5 separate regions of the Mus musculus genome follow, and regions 2, 3, 4 and 5 are each linked to region 1. A link is a contact called in public Hi-C, HiChIP or PLAC-seq and promoter capture Hi-C data. All regions are on one chromosome and are shown on one strand. The core of a region is the stretch at or near the end of the contact, and the rest is flanking DNA. Distances in the headings are between cores, read along the strand shown. Region 1 holds the start of Slc36a4 (solute carrier family 36 (proton/amino acid symporter), member 4). Region 2 holds the start of Mre11a (MRE11A homolog A, double strand break repair nuclease). Region 3 overlaps Fat3 (FAT atypical cadherin 3). Region 4 overlaps Fat3 (FAT atypical cadherin 3). Region 5 overlaps Fat3 (FAT atypical cadherin 3).

Region 1 (2,700 bases), core at 29-2,528:
TGGCTGCTGCGTCCTCACCTTTCCGAGCCATTCTAGTTTTCTTTTGTAAATGTGCAGGTTGTATTTTGCAAAGTTGATACAATTCTAGATATATCTGAAATGAGAGAACCCCAATTGAGAAAATGCCTCCATATTGGCCTGAGGACAAGCTTGTGGTAGTATTGTCTTCATTGATGAAGGGCCCAGCTCAGTGCCGGCAATGAGGAGCCGTTTCTGGGTGCTATAAGAAAGCAGTGTGAGCAAGCCACACAGAGCAAACCAGTAAGCAGCATCCCTCCATGGCTTCTTCAGTTCCTGACCTGAGTTCCTGTCCTCACAGTGATGGACTTCCAATTGAAGTGAACTCTTTCCACCTCAAGTTGCATTGGGTCAATGGTGCTTTATCATAGCAATAGAAACCCTAACTAAGGCAGTCCATGCCATATATTTATTTAAAAAAAAAAAAAAAACCTCTGTTAGCACAGTGTGGAGCCTTTTCAAAGTAAGTTAAACTCACGCACCATTGTCTTTCTTAGCTTTCAGTTGGATGAGTCAGTCACGAAGAGTAAACAAAGATATTGCAGTAAAGGTCATGTTGTTAGCAACAGTGAGGGCTCTTCCAGGTACTGTCATTGCATTTCCTAGGTCCACCCATAGAGTTGTTCCGATGATAGGGAGAAGGTGCCCCTCCTTCTGGAAGTCAGCAGATAGTGAAGCCACTTTAAAGTTGAAAGTAGGCAATACTTAATAGGCAGGCTGAAACGGTTTCCGCAAGCCAGCTTCGTATGCAGACTGAGAATCCCTGCTGCAGTGGCAGATCCCTCCCCTGCCTTCATTGGCTTACTGTTGTTGTTGTTGTTGGTGGTGGTGCTACCGAAGGGTCTTACCCTTTGTGTGGACAGTGGCACAGTGACTTACAGACTGCATTGCGCTGTCTCTCATATGACCAAAGAACCATATGACAATGTAGTGTAGTGCCTGATAGTGGATGTCGACACTTCCCTCTTTGCCTTAACCCTAGTGTTAGCTGTCTTTAAGATGCCAGTGCAGGAGCCTACATCTAGCTGCGTTTGTTAGTGTCAATTGGGGTGGAGGAACACTGCCAGTCGGTCGTCGGGAGTTGCAGTCTGCCTGCTTTCTGCGTGGTCCGAGGCCCTTTCTTCCGGCATGCGAAGCCCGGGGATTCAGAGGATCGCTCCTCAGCTTGTAGGCGCCGCGCCTGTCACCCCGAGGCGCAGACCCGCGTGGGCTACGGTCAAGGCCAGCCCGGGCCCCGCCCCTCGGGGCGGCTCTGCGCATGCTCGGCGGTGCGGCCGGCAGAGCGGGCGGCGGCGACCTGGAGACCCCCGAGGGATGGAAGCGCCGGCGCCGGCGGAGACGGCGGGATGCGAGGAGCTCGGTGGGTGTCTGCCGGCCTGACCCAACCCGGGGCGTGGGCGTCTCCCGCGTTCGCAGTGAGGGCGCGTCGGCCTTCGCGTCCGCTGCGGCGGCATCCGGGCTCCCGGTGTCTCGCGCGCCTGGCCGTGGGGGGGGTAGGGGGTGGGGGTGTCTCTGCGCGCGCACTGAGCACTAGGGTGGCGGGATGGCGGGATGGCGGGGTGACGGCGTATGCAGAGACTCCAGGCAGAGGCTGGTGGGTCCCAGGACCCTGGCTGGCGTGAGTTCCTCTAGGACCAGCACAGAACAGTGGTCCCCAGGCCTGGCGGGGCCTTGCAGGTCGCTGCACCGAGTGTGAGGTCTGTCTGCCTTTGAGTTGTCAGTCTTTGTATGCCTGTCATTCTGTCCATCTGTCTGTCCACGGGCCTGTGCTTGTAGCACTGTGCGTCAGTGCGGGGAGTCGCCCCGTTTGTCCACGTCAAAGGGAGGCGGGAACTGCTGCCACTCTGTTTTTTTCCAGGATGCTTTAAGGAAGTTATCATTGTTTTCTTTTCTGAGCCTGGATCTCAACTCTGGGCATCTCCAGCTGAAGCCTCCGTTGACTCCTCGCTGCGCAGCTGTTCTAACGGGACATTGCTGCCTGAAAAATAGCACGTACCTGGGCTCTGACAGGCCCTGAGCGCTCTGTTTCCATGGTTTTGGAAGGCTTGCTTCTGTTTACTACTGCCAGAAAGAAAACAGAAGCCAGGATCAGGATAGAAAGATGTCCTCCTAGCAGCACACTGTGTTAAGAAATATTTCTTAAAGAAAGAGATTAAATTAAAACATACTTTGAAGTAATTTATAGACTGGCATGCCTATAATAATGTGCCAACACTTCATGGTTGTTTTCAACAAAGGTAGAAATTCTAAGTCTAACTTTCATTGAGAACAGACTGTCAAGCAGGGTGCTGTATACTATGCTAGCCAATGACTACTTGATCCACACTAGAATTCAGGGAGGCAAGTTCTTTTGTCTTGCAATTGTTCTTGCCTAAGGCAGGGCCTTGTTACTACAAACTCAAGTTTATGAGACTCTTCAGTTCAACCCATGTTGTTGAGCTGTGAGGAGATTGGCAGGAGCGGGATAGTATGTTATCATTAGCATGTATAAAGCTGGTGTGGTAGCAGTACACACTTGCAAACCCAGTGTTATGGGGCTGAGGCAAGCGGGCTGTCAGCCTATGCCACACAGTGAGTTCTAGGCCAGTGTGGTCCACACACTGAGGTCCTGACTCTGCCCTGCCCTCTGGAAAAGTTCATCTTTTCACTCAGCAGTTTTATGTGTAGACAATTTCTCAAAGT
Region 2 (2,700 bases), core at 135-2,634, 930 kb before region 1:
GTTCACCCAGTCCTAAAAGATTAGTCTTCTGATAAACTGCCATATTAATTTATACACTGACATCAACTTCAAGAGTTACCTAGCACATAAGCCTTAAAGAAAATGAGAAGTTACTTTGAAAACCATCAATCTTTTAACCATATTTGTTGAATTTGGCAGTTTTTTGTTGCTATTGTTAGTGTTACCACTTCTTTCTGTTGACCCAATTAGAATCTAATGTTTATTATTTCAGGTGCTATGTCTTATATTGTTTTGCTATTAAGCTTTTAAGGATAGGCCATCTTTAACACAGATTATTATGCCATTTGTATGTAACCTGCATTAAGAACTATTTGTATCATTAAACTTAAGACCTATCATTTAATCTTGCTCTGAATGGCCTCTAAGAGGAACTTAGTTATACACACTCCTCATAGATTTGTTCTACTTAATTTCAAGTTTAATATTCCATTGTCCAATTAAGCTTCATCACTAGTGACAAGAGTATCAGAATCATGACCAATGACTTCTTAGGGCCTATAAACTCCATTAAGGGATTTGTTAAGGTTTTGGCAGCATTGTGTTTTTCTTTTTTCTTTTTTAAAAGAACTATCAGAACTATTTTCTTAACATTTTCAATATTTCCTTTCACTTCAAACTCATTTTTTAAAAAGCTACTATACACCAATTCATTAAGCGCTTAACAGATGTCACTAACCAAAATATGGCACAGATCGCAGCCCCCCTTCCCACACCTGAAAACTCCTTCATATTAATTCTTAACTTATTGTCTTGGTATGCTTAATTAAAAAATCAAACCCAAATGTATCTCGACTCTGGGTATAAAGCTCGATGCATACTATTATGGAGGAATAGGATGCATTTCCTAATTTAAAGGGAACCCTCCATTTTGAGAGAGATAGCAACTGTTCCAGTTCTCATCTCATTGGGTGGAGCCCCCCATTTCAGAGGCCTGCGCTCGGGTACTGACAGATCACTGTCGCTGCGGTACACGGGCCCTTCTGAGGTCCTGAGGGGGTCTGCTCTAACTCAAGGCTCCAAATCATTTCTACTGCACTTTCTTCAAGGTTCTCTGAAAACACAAAACCGAGGCTTCTGGGGCGATCGTCAGGGGAAGCAGGGAAGAAAGGTCTTTGGTCTAGCAGGCGAGGCCTTCCGAATCGCAAAGCGAAGACTCTGCCACGATGCTACCTGCGAGGTGGCCGGCCGCCCACAGCCGCCCGCCCCACCGCTCCGGACACGCGCCTCACCTTTCACAGAGAGAACCTCACCGAGAACTTCCTTTCCGGGTTCGCCCCTTCGCTGCTCAGGATTGGCTCCTGTGAGGTGACGGAGCCATTCTGTAGCCAATGAGAATCTAGACATTCTGTGATGTCACGTCATCAATGGATCTCGCGAGAAGTACGGATGCCGCTCTCCCGCGCCTAATTCAGGTTTCTGGGAGCGGTTTTCTTGTGGTTCTGGAGACTCCCGCCCCCTTTTCCTGAGGTAGAGATGGCTTGTGGCCTCCCTGGTCGACTCTGACAAGTCCATGTTGGGTAACTTAGGCTTTGCTACGGTCTTGTAGCGTGCGGGTCCGGGGCGAACGGAAGCCCCGAGTGCGTGGGGCCGTTAGGGAAGACGGGCCGGGTGGGCATGGAGGGATGCGGGCTCTGCGTTCCGCCTCGGAGTCCGCCTCGGAGTCCCGCGGGTGGGAGGTCTCCTGTAGTGGCAGCGCCGCCTTCGCCGAGCTGGGGATGCGAGGTGTTCCACTTAGACCATGTGTTGGTTATTTATTCTGTCTTTAAATGTGGGCTGCCCCATAAAACCCATGTTAGTGTTAAGAGTATGGGGTGGCCTCTGATTCAAAGTCCTGCGCGGAGCAGCTTAAATTATGCACGTAGAAAGTTACGTTTCATTTTTCCTGTCCAGGGGTTTACTACACACCAATCTCATGAAGAAGATAGTAGAGAAATAGTAGTGATAGTGCAATTAGGACTTCACTTCAGGATGTGGCTTTCTGTTCTTAGGTCATGAAACAATTATAGTAAGTGTTGAAGACGTACATAGGACTTTCTCAAAATCACTAGCGCTTGTTCAAAAAGTCTACCCTGCAACTGAGCTCATGTTAGTGAAATATGTGCAACCTTTATAATATGTGCATTTTGGTATTTATTTTTAGAGTTTGGATTCGAGTGGTTTTTCTGACATACCTGAACACTTGGAGAGGAACCTGGTACAGAGGAACTCTACTATAAAAATGAGCCCCACAGATCCACTGTAAGCCTGACATATTAATTGTGATGACCTTACGAGAAAAGTGATATTTTAATATAAACAGCAACAGAATTTAATAATGGATAGAGTATCCCCCAAAACGTCTGTCATGCATAATTAAAAGCACATACTTATGCTTATTAGCAATAAATAAATAAATAATGAGGTGGAGCAATAGATGAATGTGTTGCAGTAATTACATGGCCATGCAGGGAGGCTCATGCTCTCTGGCTTTGTCTTAGTCTCGAGTCTATAAATAGTCCTTTAGAGTAAGTTACCCTAGTTGAAGTGAATTTGAACAAAATGGAAAGAAATAAAAGGACTATAGAAGTCAGGTGGCAGAAGAAAATCCTTGAACACGAGTGGTGTCTTCCACTCTGGTTTCAAGTTCTTGGTCAAAATTAGCTGTTTAATGTTAGGAAGATCAGCAGTTCTCTGGCTTGC
Region 3 (2,700 bases), core at 104-2,603, 600 kb after region 1:
GAACTCAAGAGAAAATAGAGCTATAAAAAAGTTGTTTGACAAAGTCTTTAGCACGATAACTTGATCAAATTCACTGCTCTGGTGTCTATTGTATGGCCAAAATACATAAGATGAGGTCACAGCTTGGAAACATAAAACATTCATATACAATTGTTCTGGTCTAAAAATTGTTTGGAGGCTAAGTATGTATTTTATTAACTAAAATACATGTCTTATGAGATTATGACTTTGATGTCCAGAAGTCCTGGGATGCGTGTAATCTTAGCACATAGGAACTGGAAACAGAGATCCATAAGGATTGTTGGACAACTAGCCTATCCTAACTGAGTAGTTCCAGGCAAATAGGCAAAATATAGGTAATGAGCATCTGAAGAATACCCTTGAGGCTACCCCTCTACAAACCAACAAGCAAGCAAGCAAGCAAACAAACAAACAAACAAGGTGTTTTGCCCACAATAAAGTTAATAATTAATAGACTGTGCAATTAAATTGTTCTCTCCTGTAAAGGAATTTTCAGTTCTTATCTCTGGTCCTTAATTCAGAGTCTGTTAGTCACTGTCCTGTTTCATGTGATTGGTGTGACAAAGGAAAATAAAATAGACAATGTGCCAGCAAATTCTGGGAGACAGTTGTGCACAGGACACAGAACACCCTTACACTCGTAGTCCACAGTACAATGTTCACTCCTCCTCTCTTAGAAAGGCCTGCTTCTTTTCTCCTTTAATGTCTTTCATAAATTTGATCTCCAGGGAACTCTAGTTGCTGTTAATTATGCGTATCGAGTCTCTGCTGTGCCAGAGGAAACTTAATTATTCTAATTTTCAAGGTCATAGAAATATCCAAAGGGGCCAGTTTGGTAATCCAAAGAATAATGCTATCACAAAGGAATCAAAGACAGGGTTAGCTATGGAAGGCTGGTTACAACCCCTTACTGACTATTCCCTAGCTGTCACCAAAGTCATACTGACTAGGACACCCTTCCCAGAATGACCTCCCAGTGAACCTGGAAATAAGGTGGAACTCTTCTCTAGGGTGTACTGGGCACTCTTGGGGTAGGACGGAATCCCTTTCATGAATAGGCATGTGCTTAGGCAATCATCTGATGAGGGCTCAGTCAAGGAGGAAAGAAAAAAAATAACGTAATTAACTGGCACAGATCTACACAAAATCCATTCTATACTTTCTCCCTTGAAACTGGTAAATTGTCACCAGTAAACACCAAGGTTCTTTTTTGTCAGCTTCTTTTCTGGACCTTTGGAGGATCCTGAATTCGGAAGCCCATGTTAGGCAGGATTTTCTGTTCTGTGCCTGAAATAGGACAGACTGAAAAACAAGATTACAGTGGTACAAGTCTTTCTGCTAATAACAGCTCAAGGGAATACAGTCTATAACTTGTCCCTCTCTCATCTTGGCTCAGCTATGAAGGCAGGGCTATTTTAAGATTCTAAAATTACCATGTGTGGAATAAGCAGTCTTTGGGGGATTTCTTGGCTTTGGGGAACATCTCTTGACTCTGGAGGAGTTGCAATTTAACATCCCCTTGTCTCAGTCTAATACAGGAGGCCTCTCCCTTTTGCTTCTCATGCAGTTCTTATGATTCCTAACTTGGTGTGGTAATAATATGTGGTTTGCAAGGGCTTCTAGAAACTAGAGGTGCTGACACAGGCTCTCCATCAGTGTAGCTCTCTGGTTAACTCATAAAGCTCCCCCTTAAATCCTCTCCATTTTACTCCCCTCCCACCATAGCTACCAGGAAGCAGTCCGCTGAGCACCAATGTAGACTGAAGCAAGAGCCACCTCTGCTTGCTGCCTTTGAAGGAGGTGCAGTTTAGACAGCCAATGCAATTGGAAGGAATCACTTGTTAGTTTAAGACCTCAAGCAGTGGGTATGCATACAGCTGAAACAGCTCAGTGCTGGGGCTACTCACTCATAGCTAGGGAAGCAACTACAGTAAACCAAGACCAGGCCTGGGAAAGGAAGCCAGGAGATCCAGAATTCCAGTTTCAGGAGAAAGGGGCCAGTGGCCAAGGTAGCACCACGTGAAGGAAGTGGTCAGAGCCATGAGAGTAAAATAGCTAACTGCAGAGGTAAAATGCCTACTTGTTAGTGGAGAGTCATCTAAGCTCTCAGTTTTGATTAAAGAGTATGAATGACCTTCATCCCTAATTGCAGAAAGCAGGGGTCAGGTGCACTACACTGAGCACTTGACAAATCTGAGCCCAGAGAAGAGAGAAACACAGGTCTTCCAGTGGAAGAGTTCCAGCTCTTCAATTTGGCATGAATGTGCTTCTAAGCACAAGGAGGTGGGAAGATGCTATTCAAATTAGCTTCTGTGCTAAGGAACTAGAAAGCCTTTTGCAGGTTATTCAAATTCCTCAATCTTTGTTTTCCTCATCTGAGGTTCATGGGGTTTTCATGGGGATGCTTTTCCCCCTGAAGGGTGTCTTGGCCTCTCTCCAATACTTGATTCATTCATCTCAAATCTAGGAAGGTTGGTACATTGACACAACATTGTACATCGAGTACAAAGAGAAGTGTTGTGCTCACCTCAGTACTTCCACATCTCTTGACACTGAGTCACCTGCAGGAATCCCAGACTTACTGCCCTCCCCAGGGCACAGACGCTGAAGGGCTGAATCGGTACATGGGAGGCTTGCGCTGTGGCTGGGAATGGTGTGTACATTTGTGTTACTCTAAGG
Region 4 (2,722 bases), core at 61-2,560, 520 kb after region 1:
TGTCCCAGAGAGTTTTGTCAGGGCTTTCAATTAGAGCTCTAGAGTTACTGGCATTACAAACTTAGACCTCTAGCACACAAAACCCACATATTTTATTTTATTTTTATTTTATGTATGTGCAAATGTGTGTGTGTCTGTGTGTGTGTGTGTGTGTGTGTGTGTGTGTGTGTGTGTAGGTTCAAGGATAGTATATGATAGTTAGTTATCTTCGTCTGCTACTTGGGTCCAGGAGATTGAAGTCAAGTTCAGTAACTTTACCTGGTGAGCCATCGCAGTGACCCACATGTATAAAAGCCTTTGTTTACAGCTTCTGGCTTTACAAGGAGCTTGGAATGTAGAGGAAATAAAAAGGCAGAAAAAGGAACCATTGTTCCATACAGATCAATAAAAATGAGATTGAGCACCACACAAATCCGCAGCAGTGATTGGAAAGTGCTCTGAGAGACAGCCCTCCTTCCCCATGGATCATGGGATGAGGACTAAAGGGTTGCTCTTTTTCCTATGTCCAGCACCTGGAGCAGTAGCTGATACAGAATTGGTTTTCATATCTGATTGTTAAATTAAGTATTTCATCTTTAACGAACCAATTAAGCAGAATAAAACAATCCATTCACTAAAGACGAGCAGATCCTGGCTAGTTTGTTTATTAATGACAGACAGACGCATAAATCACTTTGCTCAAGTTTTCCTGTGGATAGGCTGACAGGCATCTGCCTCCACTTATTCTGTTACCCACCACTTATTTAAGTGCCAATATAATGGTTGACCTCTGGTAAAAGATGACAGGCCTAAGCAGAGGGGCTGTGACACTTAGATAAGCTTCTCTTGATTCTGAGATTCTCACCACTGAGCTCCTGTAATGACGCTGGGAAACAGAGAATGGTTTTTCTAAATCTGTCACAGGCTACATAAGCATTCTAGTGCTGCGAAGTGGGTGTATATTACAATCACTACTCGAATTTCTACAAACAAGGGCCAACTCCTGTACTTCTCCTATATGTGAAAGTAAAAAGGCACCTCACAAATAATTGCCTGCTATTATTGCCCTTATATCACATTAAATCAAGCACAGAGAGAGATAATGTCCAAGGAGGATGGTACTCCGATGTTGTTCTAAGCAGGGCAAAGCCATTAGCCACATCAGTCAGTGTTAAAGTCTGGCACAAAGCTGATGTGACTCACATAGCTTATGGTAACTGAGAATAAACCAATTTAAAGTGAGATTACTGACTTCTTAGTCGTCCTATCTGGACAGCTATGAAAGCGACAGTTCTCTGCATATCCTGGTGACTTGTATGCTAAAAAGCTGCTTTCAGTTCCTCAGAGGCAGGGGAATCCAGAGATGACATTTTGAAAATATTTCAAAGGGCTAGGCATGGTGATGCACGTCTTTAGTCCCAGCACTTGGGAGCCAGAGGCAGGCGGATCTCTCTGTGTCTGAGTTTGAGGCCAACATGGTCTACAAAGCAAGTTCCCGTATATCTGGGGATACATAGAGAAGCTTTCTTTCAAAACAAACAAGACCACTTCAAATGTCAAATGGAAATAAAAGCAAAGGCAACTAGGAGAATTTCAGCCTCCATAATTTTAGTAAGGACTACCTGCTACAAAGAAGAATGTAGAACCCCTGGTTTGATGGGAGTGATACAGAAAACCTGAAGCCCATGCTTCTCCATCCATTTATTCAGTATTGGCTTGGAGCCCCTGAAATGTGGGAAGCTCTCTTTTTGTAGGCTATACCCAGTCTTATTCTTGAAGGCTTATGTCACCAATGCCTAATACAAATACATGACAACTAGCGAATTTGCAATCAATGATACTTAATATTTAACAAAGAATGACTAAATAGGTGAATAATTACTCAATAAGAATAATACTCCTGGAGGCTTACAAGATGGTTTAGTAGTTAAGAGAACTGGCTGCTCTTCCAGAGGACTCAGATTATAATTCTAACATCCTCATGGTAACTCACAACCATCTGCATCTACAGTTCCCTGGGATTGGATGCCCTCTTCAAGCCTCCATGGTCACAGCATGTCCATGGTAAACAGATATTCAAGCAAGGAAAACACTCTCATACATAAAAATTATTATTGGGGAGCAATGTCATCCGAAGGACCTTGTGTCAGCACAGGAAGCAGTCTATAGCAAACCTGAGAATCAGGTGGCCCGTCTTCCTTACTGCCCTCCCCCGAAAGCAACCTTGCCAGGCCTTTGTCCGTCACTGTATGAACTGCTTGAGTACAGGAAAAGGACATTGCTGAGCTTCTGCCCTGGCTGTCCTGTGTCCCCTGTCTGCAGACATTGCTGATGCTGATACCACCTTTGGAAACTTTATTCTCCAGGACAAACTTTGAGTTTTATTTAACAAGTGTTCAGACTGCCTCTAATACCCTGTGCAGTGATGCACATTTCTCAACTCCATTCTCCAACAATTGAAAGTATGGGAACATTGACGCTGATTGGGTCAGTTTACAGACTCAGTGGTTCCAACCTGAAACACCCTTTAAACTGTGAGATGCAAACCAGCTGTTAGCATAGGTGATTTATAGGATTTTGTTTGCTGTCAAAATAGCTCACTTCTGAAATTTGCCCCCACTTATGGTCCCGAGGAAAGTTCTGCAAACATTTGCTTGTCTATGAATTAAGAAGCCTAAAAATAAAATAAAACATTTTTATCTGAAAGGATAAAATTCCTTGCTCTTAATAATCATTTATTTAT
Region 5 (2,781 bases), core at 259-2,758, 570 kb after region 1:
AAAGTCATAATGGTCTGAGCATTGTTGTGTTTGCAATGATCTTTATTTTACACTTCCAACATGTTAACAGCTATGAGGCTAGGGTAGCTTATTTCTCCTAGAAAACAATTCACGCCGGGCGGTGGTGGCGCATGCCTTTAATCCCAGCACTTGGGAGGCAGAAGCAGGCGGATTTCTGAATTCAAGGCCAGCCTGGCCTACAAAGTGAGTTTCAGGACAGCCAGAGATACACAGAGAAACCCTGTCTCGAAGAACAACAACAACAACAACAAAAACAATTCACATGCAGTCAGTCATCCTCACGCCTAGCCCCCAAACCTCACTTTCCAACTCTTCTTCTTGAGATGAGCAGTTGGGATTACGCAGTAGTAGTAATAGAATAGAATAATCACTAGGGTGGCAGGAATGAAGGATAATGCTGGAGACGCTAGAAGAAAGAAAGAGATGTCGACGACTATGTAGACATGTAACCACAGAGTGTGAGGTCTGGAGAAGACATAGTTTTAATAAGAAAAATAAGCAAAATAATATGAAATGACTCCAATTTGTCAGGACCAGGGACATTTATGCCATGATTTGTTGAAACATTTGTTTTAGGAGCAAGCTTAGCTTCAGAGAGGTCAAGGCATTCTTCAATTAGTTATAGATTTTCTACATTTTGAAACAAAATAACTTGAAAACAAAACCCAAGTTTTCAAGAGCCAAAATCTGTTTTATTATGTTTGGAAATATCCACGTGGCTTTATAAAATCAGTGTTTAACTTATGGCTACTTTGTTTAAATAACGTCCGTGCTGTAGTATTCTCCAAGAACACTCCATGAATGTATGTAGCATCCTAACTTACTCAAAAGTATGTAAGTCTTCTGGTTTCTGTGCTAAAAACATTATCCAGGAAAGTAGTACTGATTTCTAATGAGCCAGATACTCTCACAGATGCACACCATGCTACCCTTTAACAGACAGAGTTGTAAGTGACTTCAGGTCAAACATGGTTATGACCTGCACAGACCAGAGCTCTCTAACTGTCCGTGTGTTCCAGTGTAGACACAGAAGAATTCAGTGAACCATGAATGAACTCAACCTTCATGTCGACTTAACATCTGCTCTGGGATCACGTCACAGCTGTGATAAATGTAAGAGCTACAGCACTGTGAGCCACCGCTTCCACTTTCAATAAACTTGCTTCCAAGCTTGAATACAGACAATAAAGTAAATTAGCAGACTAGCAAGGTAGGTGTGGGTGAGCAGGTGATTTTGGTGAGAGTGTCAGGTCTGGAGAACTCAACAGAGCATTTAAAATAAAGATGCATCTACTTAAACAAGTCTCTGTGAGGAATAGAACAGATTTATCTAGAAAAGAGGACAGACACATTGTATTTGGGGAGTTTAGATTGTATATGTACATATATAGTACTTTGGACCTATTTATTCCATCCCTAAGTAAGAGTCTGACAGCTTGTATTTTTAGCATGCTATGTTTGCCACCTACACACAGCATGAGGCAATGGACAAAAATACACTTCACACCCTAAACCCCAAAAATAGAGGCATCTTCATTGTCATCTGTTATCCAGAGCAAGTGGCCTCATGTTACCATAGAAATCCCCATCCTTGTCTGTGGGAAGTGTTTTATAAAGCTGTCAGACAGTCTCAATTAAAAATAACAAATGGAAGACCAATTATGGTCCCTCTGGATTTACTAATAAAGTCCATTAATGAACTTTCCACCAGGTGTTCAGAGTTTAAACAAGAGCACATGGAGAAAGGCTAACCAGAGCGAGAGGATCCCATTTACACTTTGTATTACCACTCTGGCCCCTGGCCTTCTGCGCAAGACAGGAGCTCCCATTTTGGTCATGGGTACAGAAGAAATAAACAAGCAGAGTAACATGCTACAAGGAAGACTTGATGCTGGCAAGTGCTACTACGTTCAAGATGGAATTTAGTTTTATGCTTTGTTTTCAACTGGCTTATCTGATCAATAGTGCTATGGTTTAGTGGCCATGAGTTTCTCCATCAATGTTGGAGAAATTTTCATGAGAGCAAGGGCTAACATTTTCATTCTCACAGATCAGCAAATACGTATTTTAGTTATTTTATACCTCACTGTGAAGAAAGTTGAGGGTAGAGAGGTTTACTTTGGCACAGAGTTTGTGTGGGCAGAAGTCCTGTGTGGCAGGGAAAGTGCCAACTCATCCATGGTGACAGCAACAAGAGGCTACTGACTCACCTCTTCCCAAACCAAGAAGCAGAGAGGAAAAGGAGTGAGGCCAGGCTATAAAAATAAAGGCCCAGCCACCAACAACCCATTTTCTGAAGCTAGATTCCATCTTCCAAGTGATCTAAAATCTCTAGGAATAGTTCCACCTGGGCACAAATGTCCTGGGGACATTTCACACTGGAATTGCATAGCCTACCTACTGTGATTTGACAGTGTAAGTAACTGTCTACTACCCTCAATTTCTGCGGTGACAATTGTGACAGTCTTTGGGCTTGCCCTTCTTATATGTGTGAAGCAGGTGGTATATGGGCAACGTGATGGTCCATGAAAACATTTTGACCTCCATGATAAGATAGGAAAGACAGAAGCAAATTGAATTGGATGTGTTTTTGCTTGCTATTGAAATGTACTTAGATGTATCATAAGAATGGCTTTGAAACTGAGTTACATAAATGATAAATACTGCTATGAGTATAAAACCCTAGACAGTTGATTTCAAGTGGTCACCACAGAATACAGGTATACCAGTCAACATAACGTTAAGTGAACAATTGCTTTG

The links. Promoter capture Hi-C pulls out the DNA fragments that hold promoters and counts their contacts. A called contact is a pair of places that touch in the nucleus more often than the background predicts. HiChIP or PLAC-seq counts read pairs in DNA pulled down with a chosen protein or histone mark.
Region 2: a contact with region 1 is called in a promoter capture Hi-C map of pre-B cells, with 6 times the contacts expected there. The contact joins the promoter of Mre11a here to the promoter of Slc36a4 in region 1. A contact is called at or near these places in 2 of 39 promoter capture datasets (liver and pre-B cells) and 2 of 9 other capture datasets (adipose tissue and liver).
Region 3: a contact with region 1 is called in an H3K4me3 HiChIP or PLAC-seq map of bone marrow-derived macrophages, with 7 times the contacts expected there. The contact joins the enhancer-like site here to the promoter of Slc36a4 in region 1. A contact is called at or near these places in 3 of 39 promoter capture datasets (embryonic stem cells, hippocampal neurons and pre-B cells), 2 of 484 Hi-C or Micro-C datasets (bone marrow-derived macrophages and macrophages), 3 of 115 datasets of contacts at active chromatin or transcription factors (astrocytes and bone marrow-derived macrophages) and 1 of 9 other capture datasets (macrophages).
Region 4: a contact with region 1 is called in an H3K4me3 HiChIP or PLAC-seq map of bone marrow-derived macrophages, with 5 times the contacts expected there. The contact joins the enhancer-like site here to the promoter of Slc36a4 in region 1. A contact is called at or near these places in 1 of 484 Hi-C or Micro-C datasets (bone marrow-derived macrophages), 3 of 115 datasets of contacts at active chromatin or transcription factors (bone marrow-derived macrophages, embryonic hindbrain and neural tube) and 2 of 9 other capture datasets (embryonic stem cells and macrophages).
Region 5: a contact with region 1 is called in a Hi-C map of cortical neurons. The contact joins the enhancer-like site here to the promoter of Slc36a4 in region 1. A contact is called at or near these places in 3 of 39 promoter capture datasets (embryonic stem cells, hippocampal neurons and pre-B cells), 1 of 484 Hi-C or Micro-C datasets (cortical neurons) and 3 of 115 datasets of contacts at active chromatin or transcription factors (astrocytes, bone marrow-derived macrophages and large pre-B cells).

What each region holds. Positions count from the first base shown.
Region 1 is chr9:15,708,460-15,711,159 of GRCm38.p6, forward strand. It overlaps Slc36a4 (solute carrier family 36 (proton/amino acid symporter), member 4), which reads left to right and starts at 1,279. Exons shown (of 11, transcript NM_172289.5): 1 at 1,279-1,378. The coding sequence starts at 1,333.
Region 2 is chr9:14,783,270-14,785,969 of GRCm38.p6, forward strand. It overlaps Mre11a (MRE11A homolog A, double strand break repair nuclease), which reads left to right and starts at 1,385. Exons shown (of 20, transcript NM_018736.3): 1 at 1,385-1,488; 2 at 2,162-2,259. The coding sequence starts at 2,240. It overlaps Ankrd49 (ankyrin repeat domain 49), which reads right to left and starts at 1,304. Exons shown (of 3, transcript NM_019683.4): 1 at 1,251-1,304.
Region 3 is chr9:16,304,143-16,306,842 of GRCm38.p6, forward strand. The region is part of intron 2 of Fat3 (FAT atypical cadherin 3); the gene reads right to left. Among named protein-coding and RNA genes, the nearest start is that of Fat3, 200 kb to the right of the region's middle. Within about 2 kb of position 1,354, at least 19 of the 459 cell types and tissues checked have an H3K27ac peak or open chromatin away from gene starts, as enhancers often do. A contact at or near this core is called in bone marrow-derived macrophages, where this site is marked.
Region 4 is chr9:16,227,806-16,230,527 of GRCm38.p6, forward strand. The region is part of intron 3 of Fat3 (FAT atypical cadherin 3); the gene reads right to left. Among named protein-coding and RNA genes, the nearest start is that of Fat3, 270 kb to the right of the region's middle. Within about 2 kb of position 1,311, at least 8 of the 459 cell types and tissues checked have an H3K27ac peak or open chromatin away from gene starts, as enhancers often do. A contact at or near this core is called in bone marrow-derived macrophages, where this site is marked.
Region 5 is chr9:16,281,068-16,283,848 of GRCm38.p6, forward strand. All of the region lies in intron 2 of Fat3 (FAT atypical cadherin 3), which reads right to left. Among named protein-coding and RNA genes, the nearest start is that of Fat3, 220 kb to the right of the region's middle. Within about 2 kb of position 1,509, at least 15 of the 459 cell types and tissues checked have an H3K27ac peak or open chromatin away from gene starts, as enhancers often do. A contact at or near this core is called in bone marrow-derived macrophages and cortical neurons, where this site is marked.